Linked DNA regions of Mus musculus: region 2 is linked to region 1. A link is a contact called in public Hi-C data. All regions are on one chromosome and are shown on one strand. The core of a region is the stretch at or near the end of the contact, and the rest is flanking DNA. Distances in the headings are between cores, read along the strand shown.

Region 1 (2,584 bases), core at 30-2,529:
GCAAATAAGGGAGGGCAGAAGTTGGCTTTGGTGGAACAGGACGAGGAAGGCTGTGTGGGTCATTTTACATTAGCCCTAGGTCACCTCCAGAGAATGAGGAGATGTCACAAAGTCTGTCCAGAGAACCACCTGCTGAGTAAAGTCCAAAACCTTGTTCTGGCCTCACTGGCCGTCCTGACCTCATTTTCTGCTAGCAGTGAACTAACCTGACCTCACCCCGGTGTCAAGTCCTGGCCTAAGTGGAGGGACATGTGCCCACAAACGTGTATGTGCACGTGTGTGTGTGTGTGTGTGTATGTGTGTGTGTGTGTGTGTATGAGGTCTGCTTGTGTGCACATGAGATGTGTTTTTAGACTCATAGTCATCTGCTTGTTCACTGATGGCAGCTGGTAGGAGAAAAATCCTCCCATCTTTCCAAAACCACTCATGGTTGGGACCCCTGGAAGCCCAGAGGCAGAGGCCACCAGGGAAGGACAGACAGACAGCACACTAACAAATGTGCTGTTTCAGTAGAAATGGTTGAACACAAAGGCACAGGCAGATGGAGATAAAAAGTGCTTACCTTAGCTTTGCAGTTTGGAGAAGTTTCCGGAAGGATTAATCACTTGGTGGAATTAGCAATACAGAAGAAGTTGGGGATAATCTTTTTTTTTTTATTAAAGATTTTATATATGTGAATATACTGTCTTCAGACACACCAGGAGAGGGCATTAGATCTCATTACAGATGGGTTTTGAGCCACCATGTGGTTGCTGGGATTTGAACTCAAGACCTCTGGAAGAGCAGTCAGTGCTCTTAACCGCTGAGCCATCTCTCCAGGCCGGGAATAATCTTAAATTCAGAATGTTAAGGAAGAATCAGCTGCTTCCTTTCTTCCTCTCTCCTTTTCTCTTTTCCTTCCCTCCATATAATGTACGTATCCACACATACATAGGCACAGACACAATACTATACTACATATTCTCTCTCTCCCCCTCTCTCTTTATCTATCTATCTATCATCTATCTACACACACAGACACACACAGACACACACAGACACACACAGACACACACACACATATATATATACCATACCATGAGCTATATACATGGCATAGTATGGCATAGTACAAAAGATCTATTATAATTTTTCTGATTTCTTCTAGCTTTACATTATCTCCGAGTATATAAATATTCAGTAAATGAAAACTTACATATGGCCAGGCCTACTGTTTAAACTAATCTGGACCAAACGCCTGTGTCCCGGGAGGACACTGCAAGGAGAGAGCCGGCCGCTCTGATTTCTGCCAGCAGAGGGCGCTGCCGGACAGCTCTGTGGGGCTCCGCGGAGACTATGCCTCCAAGACACACCACCCGTAAGACAAGAGGCAGTAGGAAGGAAAACGGCTAAAATCCATCTCCTGACCTCAGAGGGAAAACTGAACTCCCTGAGAGAATTTTTCAAAGCTCTCCTGGCTTGCCCTATGTAACCAGGGAGTAGAAGCTGTCCCCTCACCTAACACCAGGAGAACCTTTAAGGAAACCACCTTCCCATATTCTGTGGGGTCTGGAATCTGGCTGACATCTGAAAAGCTGGCCTCATTCTGGGAACTGTGCCTCTCCAACTGGTGACCACCTTTTGGCATTTAAAGCTGAAATGCCACCCCTTCCAGGGATCCCCTCTCCTGACACCCCGAAGTTGTCCCTCCACTGTGGTTCTACACTAAGTATTTTGAGATGCTGTCCCAATATAAATTCGCAGTTGATTCTGAGATTGTTAAAGACAAGGATGGTGGGTTTTGGCATGTTTAATCTTTTTCATAGGAACACACGCACACGCGCACGCGCGCGCGCGCACACACACACACACACACACACACACCACTAAATGAATAAATTTTTAAAAAATCAGAATCATTTATAATCCAATTCTTCTTTTTAGTACTATAAAAGGACCAAGAGTTTCTCCCTTGCCTGCTCAGCCAATCCTACTTCCATTGACAATGCTAAGAAAGCGATCTGATTCCTCTTTGTGCACTCATGCACACACACACACACACACACACACACACACACACAAACACACACACAAACACACACACTCACTCACACACTTCCGTAATTTATTCCGTGTGTCTTCATCTCAGTTTCCATTTTCACTTAATCTTGAACATCTTTTGTATAAGTGTGCATGCTAAGTTGTAATTTGGTGACAGTATGCATGTGTGTATATAAACGTGTGTGTGTGTGTGTGTGTGTGTGTGTGTGTGTGTGTGTGTGTTGGCTGCATCTAAATATCATACATACAGTGATCCCTGAGGAGAAGTTGGGCCTAAGCTGGGCCTCGGGGCCCATGCCTACAACCACAGCACTGATGAGGCAGAGCAGGGGACAGGAACTTTCAGGGACCTTGGGCTACATGGAGAACTCCCTTCCTCAGTAAAGCAAACTAACTCTCTTCTGGGTGGATTAAGCAATAATCTCCCATCCTTCCCTCTCACAAGTCTTGGTTATCAATAATCTACTCCGTGTTTCTGTCGACACCTCAATTCCATTTAATGCATGAATATTATTCATAATAGGAGACATCATTGGTTTAGCCA
Region 2 (2,584 bases), core at 44-2,543, 930 kb after region 1:
ATCCTTGGCTGACTGCCCTCTACCTTAGCTGGTTCTCAATGCAGTAAGTAACATCTTCCTTTCTACTTGAGATCCAGTGTCCAGACTCCCAAAGATGCTTGTGAGACATCCACCATCCTAACTAAGCCTCTGTTTTCTTACCCATGCCTTACTTCCCACTAACATAGCCAGATCGCCTCTCTGCTCTCCCTCTTTTAACTGTGAAAGGTGGCTGGCTTGTTACCCCATTGTACAGGAAAAGAAACGGAGGCCCAGAGAGAACAAGTGCCTCGCCACCAAAACTAGCACAAAACAGGGCAGAATTAGACGGAGGCCTGCTCAGTGCTTCTATCTCTGTCGCCTGCCCCCAGAGGGCTGCTGGGAAGTAGGCAGAATCCAGAAGGGGCTTTGCTGCGACCCAAGCCACTCACCCCTTCCCCTCAGTTCCTTCTGTGAAATTACAACATAAGCCGCTACTTATGTCTGACGCTATGCATGCTGTCATATCTAAGGGTCACATGGGTCCGTATAGGCACACTCAAGGTTTGCAATCACGTGCTGGGTGGTATTAGCATGAGAACCAGAGGGTTATAAACTGAGAACCTCTAAGTGGCCCCCTCCCCTGCTAGGTAGCCACTCAGGAGACAGAAGGCTCTTCATCTGGGTGGCCTGTCCTCCTGCCTGTCTCCCTTCCACGGGCCTCCAGAGAAAGAAATAGGGGTGAAGTGAGAGGGGTGAGGACCTGCCCACCTTCTAGGCTGGGGGTTGGGGAGCAGCTGGGTAGCATTACCGGCCCTGCATGAAACTTTAAAGGGGCAGCCACTTGATCTGCACTCTGGCTCCGTCCTGGTCTCGCCTCCCCTACCCAACCCTGGGGCCCTTCTTGCCCACCCCTTTCTTTTGTAGAGACCAATTCGAGGATTAAACCCGGCCCAGGTGCATCCTGGGCTTAGTCCCAGCCAAGGCAGGACAGAGTGTTCCAATGTTTGCACCAAGAGGAAAATATTAAGTTGCTCCAGGCCCCCTTTGTTCCCCAGGGAACTCTCCCAGAGATCATTACTCCCACCCCTACCCCGCCCTCTAGCTAGGCTGATCTGCTCCAACCCACCCTGCCTGGGGTTTAAATAAACACCGCAAGGGGCCCCCAAATCACCCTTTGGCTCTCAGAGGTGATTATACAATGGCTCACAAAATGCCAAGAGGCTTCTCCTGAGCTCTAGTTTATGTAACCAGCGGGGCAAATACAGCCCAGATGTTGCTCTCCTCTGGGCCCTGGCCCTGGACTCTGCACAGGGAGGCAAAGTCTATCCTGCCATCCTCACACAAGCCAACAAACCCCTGCACCCTCATCTGTGAAGAGCTGTGCACAGCCTTCCCTGGAGAATCTGGAACATAGCAGCGGTCCTTGCCACGAGATAAAGGAGACAGGACTGCAGGTGGAGACCCACCTAGGCAGCCTGGGTGATACATGCTCTAGGCCAGAACCTTGCTCTGCTGTGCCATGAACATCTCCCAGGGCCCTTGCTTAGGCCCTGGGGAACTCTAGTGGGAAACAGGAAGAGACAAGCCCCTGTCCTGTAGACCTCAAGTTTGCCCAATGAGACCAACCCTCCCATCTCCCATTAAAGGATCTGAAGAGCCACTTGCTAATATTTTGGAGATACTAGAGAGGAAATGAAAAGGGGAAGACAGTCCTTCAAAGAGCTGCTGTAAGGACTAGACATGTCCCCCTATGGGGGACATGCCCAATGTAGCCAGGACACTGACAGATATACAGCATGGGCTACTCTGTCTCTGTAGGGTAGATGTCAGACAGAGGGACCCCATCGTGCTTCACTACACTCCAGGACGCTGACAAGAAAGCAACAGGGCAACTCTGTGTTGGGACAAGTCCCAGGGGAGAGTCAGAAGCCATTGGTCTCTGTCTCTGTTCTGCCCTGGACTGTTGTGACCACCAGTCAAGTCCCACCCTTCTGCAAGCCTCTGCTTCCCATCTTCACAAATACAGGGTTTAGTGCCAACCCCAGAGTTACAGACTTTTAAAGCTGAACAAAAACGCTAAGCACAAAGCATGTGGCTAAGCCTCGCTGGGTGTGAGTGGGAGAGATTGTTAGGGCCCCCTCTCACCCATAGCAACAACACTAACATCTTGGACGCAGGAGTTCTTGTGACTCTTCACAGTTTTATGTCCAGGAGTTTGAGTTCCTCATCTGTGCAGCAGTATTAATGTTGCTCAGCCTCCATTCAGGGACCCTCTGCCCCAGGGAGAAAGGGCAGAGGCAGGCAGGCAGCGCAGACAGGCATCCATCAAGGATGTCTGGGGAGAAGAGCGATCTCTAGGTCAAGAGATCTTTTCTACAAAGCCTGACCTGCAGATGAAAGACATCCGGAGGACCAACAGAACACAAGGCAAGATACTTCACACAGCTGGTAGACAGCAGGTCCTGTGAGGCCAGACATGAACTATTTAGGGCCCACGATGTCATCTCCACAGTGACCCTAAAGACAGTAGGCTGCTGTCCCGTGAGGTCAAGCATGAACGGTAGGTATAAATGCTACGAGCCTGGCAGCTCCAAGCGGCTCTCTCATCATATCCCGAACCTGC

What was found. A called contact is a pair of places that touch in the nucleus more often than the background predicts.
Region 2: a Hi-C map of liver shows a contact between it and region 1, with 5 times the contacts expected there. The contact joins two enhancer-like sites. A contact is called at or near these places in 1 of 484 Hi-C or Micro-C datasets (liver) and 1 of 115 datasets of contacts at active chromatin or transcription factors (pancreatic cancer cells).

Annotation. Positions count from the first base shown.
Region 1 is chr7:97,423,737-97,426,320 of GRCm38.p6, forward strand. No RefSeq gene overlaps it. Among named protein-coding and RNA genes, the nearest start is that of Gm32945, 6.4 kb to the left of the region's middle. Within about 2 kb of position 1,280, at least 67 of the 459 cell types and tissues checked have an H3K27ac peak or open chromatin away from gene starts, as enhancers often do. A contact at or near this core is called in liver, where this site is marked.
Region 2 is chr7:98,353,813-98,356,396 of GRCm38.p6, forward strand. All of the region lies in intron 1 of Tsku (tsukushi, small leucine rich proteoglycan), which reads right to left. Among named protein-coding and RNA genes, the nearest start is that of Tsku, 6.2 kb to the right of the region's middle. Within about 2 kb of position 1,294, at least 55 of the 459 cell types and tissues checked have an H3K27ac peak or open chromatin away from gene starts, as enhancers often do. A contact at or near this core is called in liver, where this site is marked.